2 separate regions of the Mus musculus genome follow, and region 2 is linked to region 1. The links are chromatin contacts, called in public Micro-C maps. All regions are on one chromosome and are shown on one strand. Each heading gives the region's core, a stretch centred on a gene start, on an enhancer-like site or on the middle of the called end of the contact. The rest is flanking DNA. Distances are from core to core; before and after follow the strand shown.

Region 1 (5,650 bases), core at 2,674-5,173:
AATTGTGTGCAGAGGTTGCCAAGATAAGACGAAATCGTCTATGTGCCAAACTTTAAATATAGAAAAATAGATTCCCAAGAATTTTACAATTATATTTCTGCAATACTCATATTGGCCTATGGTGGGATCGGCGGGAAGAGGGAATTTAAGGCAGCTTGAACCACACAGTGAGACTTTCTCTCAAAGAAAAAGTTCTGGCCCCAAAGATAAAGTGTATTAACAGGGATCCAGTTAAGATGGAAGAGACACTAAATTTGTGGATGTTATTCAAGCAAATGGCAAAGTGTTTCATTCACCAAAAAGCACCGAGGCTGTGAGAATTCTGGCAAGAAGTTCCTCAGAATAAGGAACATGGAGACAGTCAGTTCAAGTAAGGATCACCACACAAATTCTCGGAGACGTTTGGGCTGAGGAGTATGAGCGCCATTGCTGGCCTATGCACAGCTGGAGACACTGCTGCCTCAACCGGAGGGAGCTTACAGAGGAGGGACACCAACCAACGCTGGTCTCAATTCAATGGAACCAGGCTCTTTTAAAAGAAGTGAGATGGAAACTACATTTACAAAACAAAAAGATACAGACAAATGCCTGTAGTCAAGGCACTCAGGAAGTTGAGGCGGGGAGATTAAGAGTTGAAGGCCAGCATGGGCTATAGAAGGAGACTCCCAAAGCCAAGAAAAATATGCAAGGGAAGGACAGCAGGACTTCAAAATACAGAGGCACAAATCCAACTCTGGCAGTATGTGGAGTGCCACAGGGCACATGACAAAACCAGGCACAATGTACACACCCAGGAATTCAGACTCACAAAAGCAAGTCACCTGCCCCTGTTGCTGCAGCGTAGTCAAAGAGTATTGCCAACAGCCATCTTGTTTATGGACAGTTCTCCAAAGTGAAAAAAAACCTTGGCAGATGAAGAGTTGGCATTAAAGCCTTATTAACAACACTCTTGGCTGCTAATAAAATGAAAATGTCATGGTTGTCTCTTTACCCCAAATATAGCATTGCTTCAGCCTGACAAGGCTACACTGGGTTAATTAGCATTAAGCCAAAGGAAAAAAGATCAGGTTAGCTTACCTAAAGTTAATGGTGGTGGTGTGGGGTCTAGAACATATTCCTTCTCTGGATCTTCCATGTTAGGACCCTCTGTAGATTTTCTAAGCCCAGTATCTATGATGGCTGTTGCATCTCTTTTGAGAGATTTTGACTTCTTCTCTTTCTTTCGTGCTTTTATCTTACAAGGATCTGCTACCGAGAGATGTCCAAGTTGAAGATCATGTAATAGGTGGTCCTGTAAGGCAACTGCAGTGACTGCTAAGTTACCTTTGTTAGATGAACGATCCTAAAAACATGGGAGTAGGAGGTCTTATTTAGTGGACCAGCATGTAACACCATTTAGAAGAAAACGGAGGCCTTGTTGTTCCCTGGTGGCAGATCACCAAGTCAGTGGGAAGGAATGTCAGAGCAGTACCTAAGCAGAGCAAATCCCAGGCCCAACATCTATGGTAGAAATAAAGGGCAATCTTTCCAATTAGTTACTGGAGCCTTAATTATAAACCAATAAGTTCAAACCTGTGGGTGCTTAACTAAGACCCTGCTGTTTTGCTGTAACTAAATTAGACTCCAGGCAAACCTTAAAAGGAATCTTGCTCTTAAGTATAAGCTCTCTGGTGAAAACTTAAACATTTCTTGCAGGACCAGGTCCCTGAGCCAGGAGATGTGTGCAAGCAGCACCCTGAGACTGTCTGTTACCCATATCACATGCACCTCCCACTTCTGCTCACAGTTTCCCCAAGATCACAAGGTTTGTAAACTATTTTTATACCTGCAGAAAGTCCAGCTAGGCTACCCCCTGTAAATAAAAGCATGGGTCTGTTCTCAGGAGGATGGAGTACCTTATTTCTTAGCATGCTGTATCAGGAATCAGGAAACACTGTGGTGTGGCTTTAACGATCTCTAACATCACGTTACGATAACTTCCATTCTTCTGCTGTAACAGAAAGTAAGAGTGCATGTAAACATCCAAGTCTACGAGGGCTCTGGGGATGGTAAAAGGAATGCCAGCCACAGAGCAGCGTGAGCTGCCCTGTCTAATTTACATAGTCCTAACCCAATCCAGCCCTGTCCTCAAAGAGCTTACCATGGTACTAGAAAGAACAATCTAGAAGCAAAACCAGAGTCTTAGAGCAAAGTCTTAGACCAAAGTGAGACACTAAGTAAATAAACAACCCTTGAAGACAACATTTAGCCCAAGTCTTAAAGAGAGAAATGTGTGTGCTAGATGGCAGGAGCAAGAGCAGAGATGCCCAGGAAAGCAGCATGCTGTTTGTGTTTTGGCAAGAAGGGAAACAATGAAGAAGATGGGTGTATGGCACATGCCGACTGCCTTCAACCTGGCCAACACACAGGCGGACAGAATATGGGGGACAGATACCGAGTCCCAATCTGCTTTCTACTTTTTTTGGGCAAGCGACTTAAGCATCTCTGGCTTAGTTTTGCATTTATAAAAAAAAAAAAACCACAAAAATGCTGACATTGCAGGATTATTATATTAAGAGAAAACCTCCTTAAGGGCTTCCAAGGGACTGTTCTGCATAAGATACTCATAAATGGTGACTGTTGCTCCAATTCCCTTAAAAATGAGGGGACAGACTGGGTATTAACCCTTCTAGTTTTGGGACCAGGCTGTCCATAATATTCTACAGTGGAGAGAAAAAGCACCTTTTAAAAAGCAACCTAAGGGAATAGTATCAAGGAGCTAACTTTCAGAAAGGTGCTCACAGAGCAGCTTAGGCATTCATGCATACATGGGGCCCTGGGTTCTAACCCCAGCACTGCAACACACACTTGAAAAGATTACAGGAAAGTAAGTCCCATAGGAACTAATGTGTGAGACACCTGATTTAAGACAAAGAACCAGCAGCTGTTCAGACCCTTCAGAAGCCTAGGGCAGTTTTCAATGTGCTCACGTTCCCCTTACTTCTCAGTGCTGGCATGGAGATCTATGAGAGAAGTTTGTATGCAGTATTCCTTACCGTGGCCTTGGCTGGAGGAAGGCATGTAAAATACTAAAGGGTCACTGTTATTATTTTCCAAATTCAAAATGCCTGTAATTTGGCAACGCCAAATATGCATCATAAAAAAGTTCACTTTTTCAACAAGATTCATACCATCAGTAACCATAGGTAGCTACTTAGTCTACAATTTCACCAGGTTTTTATTGTACCGTTGTAACTAACATCAAGGTAAGAGCGTTAAAAATTGCCTTACCATAGTCCCATAGTATTAGCAAACTGACAATTGAAAGGATAACGAAACGTGTCAGATGTAGTCCAACTGTATGAGAAAACATAGAGAAGAGGTGACCCGTTAGTTTAGCAACAGGTGAGAAATACACAACCTCTGCCTGGCACTGACAGCCACAACAGCAAACTGCCTGTTTGTAATTAGCTTGCGCACGGTTAGGAGGCTGTGCTAGGTAGGAAAACACAGGACTAGGCGACAAGACATTTAATCACCAATTGTTTTCAGTGATCAGAAGGCAATTAATAAACGCGTCAATAGAAATGCACTGGAGAGATGGCATATAAATTTAAAATACGCCCCCAGAGACAAGAGAAGTCGTTGGAAATCTGGTCCGTGAGGTCCCTCGTTATATCACAGCCTTGTGCAGCGCAGGCAGGATCCGCGGACCGACCACAGCGACCCGGACCTCCCGCCCCAACACTACCCCGCGTTCGGCTCTCGCTCCCTTCTCTGCACCAGAGCTTTATACTTCAGACAGCGCTGCGGGACAAACTCACAACGGCCTTTCCTGTCCCTCAGCTGCACCTTTTCTGAACGGCTCCTCGTTGCCACGGCAACCAGCGGCCTCTGCGCTTCTAGGTGCGCACGCCCGCCGGCCGGCTCCGCCTGGCTCTCAGTGCGCATGCTCGCAGGTCCCCCCTCCTCCCCCCCCCCCCCCCCCCGCAGTCTGGCCAGACATCCCCCAACCCCCTTCATCTCACCTGCTGCGAGCGGCTGGCTCCGCCCGCGCTTACATCATGGCTCCGCCCCTCGCGTATCGTCAGCGTCCGGCGCTGGTGCGGTTACGTCGTCGTGAGGCGCGCGTCCTAGGCGCGTGGAGTGGCGTGCACGGGCTCTCCCGTCTCTTCCTCGGACGTGTGGTTTTTGAATGGCGTCCTTTCCGCTGCCCTCCAGCCAGGCTGCGTGATGCGTCCCGAGGATGCGCTGACCCGTGCGGCTCTTTGGAGTGCGCTTTCTGCTGTCCCCTCAGTCGAAAGACTTGATAACGGCCCCTCGACTGTTTTGCGAGCTGTGTGGCGTCGCCATCCGCCCTCCTACTGTTGTCACGATTGTGTCTTGGCTCCCGGTATCGTGTGGCCTGTTGTGTGTTGCGGGATGCAGGCCTTTTCACGTTCGCCCCTTCTAGTGGCTCCTTCCAAGATCTAGGGTCTCAAGGCTTCTCTGAAGGTGAGGGTGGAGAGAGGTGTCCTTGCGGCTCCTGGCCTTCTGCACTCTGAGACATTGCCTCCTACCCCTCTTAAGTCTGCATCCCCGCGCTGTCCTTTGAACCAGGCTTGATTCCCTGGGGTCCTTTAAAAGTCTTTCACTTCTTGGTGCCAAGCAGAAATATTGTATTGATTTTTCTCCTGCCTGGAATGCCTTTTTGTACTTTAATTGTACATAATTCACCTGGAAGTGCAAAGAAAACACAAGAAGGCGAGATCCTCCATAAAGTAAAGTCTACAGAAGTTACCGAGCTGGAAGATTGGTATTCTGTCACTAAGAAGTCCCAAAAGTCATTATAAATCTGGTACACATGATAAGTCTCTGGAACAATATAATTTTAAACTCCACTTAAAAGTTACAGATTTTTTTCTTGGCAATGAACTTTCTGGATTGGCTCTTACTACTTGAAGCTTGTAGAAGCAGATTAATAGCAGGCCAACTGTTTTAAAAGTCAAATTCACAATGAGTTAGTTATGAATTTTCACATGCTAGTTCAGGTGCTTTCAAGAAGTAGTATAATCTTAGCTTTTGTTTCAGTGAGTGATGCTTTTAGGAGAGCAGTAGGCCCACCTTTGTGCTCTCCTAAGACTGGTTTTTATTGAAGCCTAAGAGGGTAAAGCTTTTGGATGCCATTAGCTAGACCTGAGTTTAAACCTACATTTAACTCTTTGGATGTCTGAATTTTAACAAGTTGCTTTATTGTCCTGAGTTATGGGCTTCTTATTTTCAAAGGGGCCTTGTTGCATCCTGTCATTGGACATCTATTAATTACCCCAACAGTAGTCCTGGTCATTATTCTGTGACTGAATATGTGGCCAATCTAAACTAGTTGGAAACTCTGATACTATGATGAACCATCATGATATTATACGATGGGGGCTGGGGGGCTGGCCTAGCTGGGCTAGTCACAGGAACTCAAGTGAGTTTTTATTGGGGGGAGCACTGGAAAATTCCTTTAATTCTTCCTACTGAATGTGGGAACAAGAAAAGACACGAAACTGCAGCTGCATCTGCTCCATTAGCATCATAGGGTAAGAGCCTGAAGGTGTGGAGCTACCAGGTGAACCTTAGAAGATTATACAGGAAATGGCAGAACTGGGATTTGGACACAGTCCAAGATGGGTGATGTAGTTTGAGC
Region 2 (5,718 bases), core at 2,843-5,342, 55 kb before region 1:
CTCCATGACACAGGGCAACAGCAAGATATCTGAGAGGAGTCCCAGTAAGGATCCAGTATTGAAAGTATAGCAGAAGCCAGAGACCTCAAACTAGACCAATGCCTCATTGCAACAAACATTTGCATGAAAAGCTCTTTGGGCAAAAGGGTATACTGTGTGACATACCATAGCACACCTCAGCTTCCATAGTGAGATTTTTTTTCCCCCTTTTCTGTGGGAGGTTTGGGGAAATGAGAGGGATAGTGAGGCATGCTGGAAAATTTACAAATAATCAGTAAAAAGTTAAAAAAAAAAAAAAAGAAAGAAAACTCCCCAGAAAATTCAATGTATTTTTCTCAGATAGCAGATCATCCCATTTTATAGCAGTCATAATGATATCATTTTGGCAAATGTCTTAAAAGTACATTTGAGGCAAACCAGGTTATATTTGAACCTGCTAAAATTAATAGTCTTTGGAGGATTCATACTATCTTAAGGTGTTAAATGTGTAATGGCATCACTGAATTCTGAGGCGTGTTTTCCTTGCAGGGCCCCGGCATAGGAAGTGCCTCTCTTTCCACTTTTGGCTTTGTGGGAGCTGCACTTGAAATCATTCTGATTTTGTATCCTTTCTTCAACTGAATGTTATGTCTGTTAACAAGTTTTCTGTCTAGTTTCTGGGACAATAGTAATTTACTAAAACACTTGTTTGGAAAGAAAAACAACGCAGTCCTCTGCAAGCCTCGGTGGCTGTTTGTTTTGGTTTGCTTTTCCTATGGGCTTTAGACTTTGGGAAGTGTGCATTCTCTTGGAGAGTTTTTCCTTCATTCTCACAGCTATCTCATGGTGTCTTCTGTTGTTGGTTTCTATAGCCTCAGATTTTTTGGAAACTTTACACCCAAGAAGGATGACACAACTATGACAAAGGTAAGGTAAAGTCTTAGATGCCATGGCTTTTCTTTTGCTTCCAAGATAAACAAGTGCTTTAGTCAGTAAGCACCCTGAATAGCTCATCTTGGCTGAGAGGTATTTGTAAGTAGCGGACACACAAAGGAAGGTTTTCAGAATGCTGAGTGAGTGGGAGAGGATGTGCTCTGTGTAAATTGGACTGCATCCATTCACTTGTAAATGCATAGAACCACGCACTTGGTAACTAGTTGTGGAAGTCTCCTGAAAGAAAGAACCCTTGTTTTTCTTAAAGAAAACATATTGCTAATGAGTAACTTGGGCTGTGTTAACTGTACTTCAGGAGCTTGTTTGAAATCTGAAGAGCTTAGTTGCTACAAGTGGCAGAGAAAAAGTATTTCAATTCTGAATAATTAAAGTGAGAAGGAATAGCTCTGTTCAGAGACAGTGTGGTGTGAGGCTAATTTGATACAGTGTTGTCACTGGCACCATAGCAATAAAGCCTGTTATATTACATAATAAATGGATCTTTGTAAAATAATTTCACAGGCTGCCTAAGGGGAATGGCTAAAAGCTGCTGGTCTTTCCCATTTTTATTATATAAGTCTATATTTACATCCCACAAGTGTGTGGGTACACACACACAATGAACCCCATTGATAATATATATTACATATATTGAAATTTATGTACCCATCCACCCAGATGTATCATACTAAAGGTTTCTTTCGTTTTGTTTTGTTTTGTTTTTCGAGACAGGGTTTCTCTGTGTAGTTCTGGCTGTCCTGGAACTCACTCTGTAGACCAGGCTGGCCTCGAACTCAGAGATCCACCTGCCTCTGCCTCCCAAGTGCTGGGATTAAAGGCGTGCGCCACCACCGCCTGGCATACTAAAGGTTTCTTAAAGTCAGCTAAGTAGCCAGTGTCCAGTTGAGGTGGTTATAAATACTAATCGATGTTTTCAGTGCCTCTTATTGGAGGAGAATCAGTAACTAGAAGATACATTGCAAATGAATTACTAGATTTAGATGTTTTTGTTTCTAGTGTTTTCAAATCCCAGAATTGATGCTTATAATGGTTATATAGGCCAGAGTAGATGTTATATAAGAACTTGACAGCAATTAGCCTTTAAGATTTAGTCAGAAGTCCAAAGGTATTCTCTTGTTAATTTCATAGGCAAAGCTTTCAAATTACTAACTACATTAAAATAATATAAAATGTATATGATTTATATAGTCTATGACTATATGCTTGCACCTATACTCTGTGTTTTGTGGAATTCATAAATATAATTTTAAAGGGAAAGGCTTATTATGTTTAAATTCTACTCTGATAGTGTTGTTAAGAAGTTGCCGGGTGCTCCGGGTATCTGCTCTGCACTGCCCTCCCAAGAGTGCTTGAGGGGTTCTTTGCCTCCTGCTGTCTCCTTGCAAGCCATCCTTTCTTTCCACAGATCATTGGGAATTGTGTGTCAATCTTAGTCTTGAGCTCTGCTTTGCCTGTGATGTCCAGAACACTGGGTAAGTTTGACTAAGAAATGCTCAGTAAAGTCCATGGTTTTATAGATAACTTTTTAAAATCTCTTTAACTTTTTTGCTTTGTAAATTCTTTTTTTTAATTACCTTTAAAATATAATATTATATTATTCTATAGTTCAATTGTGTATAGGGGCATACCAAAGCAAACAAAGACCTTTTTTTTAAGCACTTAAACATTCCTTTCCCAAACAATAGACTTTTTTTTTCTTACTTCATTCATAAGTTGGGCTTTTGAATCTTCTAGTGAGGAAACTGTGACTTTAAAAAAACACTTCAGTGCCTAGAAAATATTAAAAAAAGATCCATGTATGAATATATTTCCAAATGTATAGTGTAATGTGTGCTTTTAAAAAATAGAAACTTGTAAACTTGTTTTAAGCTGTTTTGAGCTCATGAAAATAGAGCTGAGCATGGTGTTGTGCAGTCCCTGGGAGCATACACCACAGGACAGTTTTTAGTCCTGTCATCTCTGTTTGCCTGCCAATCATAATATTTCCTTAAATTATCAATGTACAGGCAGGGTTTACTGTCTTTTAAAAGTAAAAGAGAATTCTATTTTATCGGTGACATAGTTGACTCATAAGTCAGTCATTTGTCCTTTATAATGCACTATTCTAGACTGTGTTCTTGGCTAAATATTATTTCAGACAGATGTTTCTTTTAGGCAGTTCCATATAATTCTCTAGACTTATGTTTTAACTTTGTAAATTAATGTTAGAAAAAGACCAGACAGAGTATATCTGTGAACTCTGTCCCTGGCTTCATTGGCAGTGTAGGCCAGGGGCTTGCTCTGCTCCAAAACTGCCTCCTGAGGGTTCATGCCATCAGTGTTGCAGCTGTGTCAGAAAGCGGGAGCTTTGTAGTAGTCTTGTGTGCTTTGATAACCAGTAGAATTAAAGTATAAGTGTAAAAGAACTTCTCTTCCACAGGCTATTTATTTAGTGAGTGTGTCTCTTTCATGTTTGATTGGTAGGACACATCTGCTTATGGTGAGCTAATACTGAAACATGAAACATGCACATTAGTGCCACCATTTGAAGCTAAATGCTACATCTGTTAGGACAGTCCAGCAGATACTGGGAGTGACCAGCCACCTTTCCATTTTGAACCTTTGAAAATCTTATTTATTGTGCTTTGTTATTTAAAAGTAATTGATAATCATGAATGTATTTCGATTTTGAGGGAGAAAATCACCTGCTGAGTATAGGCTTACTACAAACAAAACAAATTAATGGCAAAATTTACTTTTTGAAGCCTGACAAATTAAATTCCTGAGTAGTTTGCCATAGAGATAAATAAAAAGAAAAAAAAAAAAAACAACGATGGAACAATTAAAATGCAGCTGAGAAGCTCTTGGACCCAGCTGTCCAAACAGGATTAGTGGAGTGTGCTGCGGTACAGTGAGTCATGTGGCGCTGTGGAAGACAGCGGTATGCACTGCAGTACGTGTTATGCCCAGTGGCACTGAATAGATGAAAAGAGTAAATACGTTAAACAGATTCATGGAGGCTTTCTGCAGTATTAAAACAGCAAAGTTCTAGACTAGAGATAAAGCCTTATTTTAGTATTATGGGAAATGCAAACTAGAGAGTTACTGTGTAATCTGCTAATGCTTTAGGATTGAGTCTTTGATTTTAAGAAGGTGAGATACTGATGAGTGTGCCCCTGCTGAAGAGCAGGATTGTGATGCACCAGCTGAAAAGCTTGCGAACAGAATAAAGGACGCATTTACCACATCCCTAGCTGTGAAAATTTCTCTCTCTCCTCAGCTCTCACAAGGAGATCTGACCTCAACTTGATCTCCTTTGCTCCTGTGAGATCAGTCCACAGCATCTGTCATTAGGAGAAATGGGCACACAGCAGAACAGAATATAGGACCTGACATCTGAGTGATGTTTGCTGAAGAGGAGAATTTTAATTATGAATTTAAAGTACACTGATTCCAGAATACCATAGTGAATTTGATGATACAGTTGTTTAAGGAAATGAAAATGTCCAATAGCTGTTTTCTTTTAAAAATCATCAGCTGCTATTGTTGATGAAGTCTATAGCTCGAGGTTTAAGTGCATGATGTGACTAACATGGCCATTGAAGCATTACTCTCAGATAGCTTACTACATTTGAATGGGGGAAGTGGATTCATTGAAAAATGTGCGCTAAATAACTTAATAAGCTTATCACTTGCTACAAAGAAGTTGTGAGGGTTATTTTGAACAGGCATTTTAAGTCAATGAAATGAATGTAGTTTATTGTATGTAGTAAATGTAAGATTTTTTTGCATTCAACCCTTTAAAACCTGTAAGAGCATTGCTGTGCCTCCCGAGAGCTGACACATTGTTCTGGTGTGTGGTCAGACTTTGGTTATAAAGAATCCCTATTTTGGCATAGTGGATGCTCTTCTTTTAAGTAATAGATCACTGTTTAATTTAATACATGCCAAGTATAATGAGAGGAGATGGTTGCGACAGGTTGGAATCAGAGCAGTTAATCAGTTCCCTGCAGATGCTCAGCCATGTGTTTTGAAGAACATCTCAGATACTGACAGTGTGCTGTTCACTTCTTGGCTGGGAAGACAAGTGAGGTTTTTTTCATCACTCTTCATCTGAAGCCCCAGAGAGGTTTTCCTTCAAGTTCAGGCAACAGTTTTTGAAATATGTTTGCTAGTTATGTTTTAAAACTATTTTTATCTTAGAAACCATTTCTGCACTTTATAACTAACTAGTTATGCAAGGCCAAAATGCTGACTTACAAAAGTATGATACTAAAACAAAAGTAGTCTTTCAGATCAGCTTGTATATAGTTTAGGTATCTCCATTTGTTTGGTTTTTTTGTTTGTTTTTCGAGACAGGATTTCTCTGTGTAGCCCTGGCTGTCCTGGAACTCACTCTGTAGACCAGGCCGGCCTCGAACTCAGAAATCTGCCTGCCTCTGCCTCCCGAGTGCTGGGATTAAAGGCGTGTGCCACCACTGCCAGGCTCAGTTTTATTAAAGACAACAAATAAGATGTTTTAATTAACTTATGTTTGAACACTAAATCTGTATATCTGGTTAGGATTTCTAAGAATAAGGAATTGCTGCAACTCTCCTGCATTCCATGTGAGAGTCAGAAGAGCCGCTGGTGATAGTCCTTAGCTCAGGCCTCCCTGGCCATGCTCTTCAGTGCTATGCGGGCATGGCAGTCAAAATGTAGCCTGCTGATGTAGTTCCTAAGCTGTAGTCTGTATGAAAGTAATTCCATTTGGGATTATCTGGTGAGAAGACGCCTTCAGAGTCTACTTTAACATGTGAAGTGAAG

The links. A called contact is a pair of places that touch in the nucleus more often than the background predicts.
Region 2: a Micro-C map of stem cell-derived neural progenitor cells shows a contact between it and region 1, with 2.9 times the contacts expected there. The contact joins the enhancer-like site here to the promoter of Rnf32 in region 1. A contact is called at or near these places in 6 of 39 promoter capture datasets (embryonic stem cells, epiblast stem cells, hippocampal neurons and 2 more), 2 of 484 Hi-C or Micro-C datasets (liver and stem cell-derived neural progenitor cells), 2 of 115 datasets of contacts at active chromatin or transcription factors (embryonic fibroblasts and neural progenitor cells) and 2 of 9 other capture datasets (liver and pancreatic islet).

Annotation. Positions count from the first base shown.
Region 1 is chr5:29,194,266-29,199,915 of GRCm38.p6, reverse strand. Rnf32 (ring finger protein 32) reads right to left here and starts at 3,923. Exons shown (of 10, transcript NM_001289757.1): 1 at 3,804-3,923; 2 at 3,271-3,336; 3 at 1,896-1,990; 4 at 1,078-1,342. The coding sequence starts at 1,910.
Region 2 is chr5:29,249,430-29,255,147 of GRCm38.p6, reverse strand. It overlaps Lmbr1 (limb region 1), which reads left to right. Exons shown (of 17, transcript NM_020295.3): 13 at 529-602; 14 at 816-906; 15 at 2,339-2,405. Among named protein-coding and RNA genes, the nearest start is that of Gm42244, 22 kb to the left of the region's middle. Within about 2 kb of position 4,092, at least 28 of the 459 cell types and tissues checked have an H3K27ac peak or open chromatin away from gene starts, as enhancers often do. A contact at or near this core is called in neural progenitor cells and stem cell-derived neural progenitor cells, where this site is marked.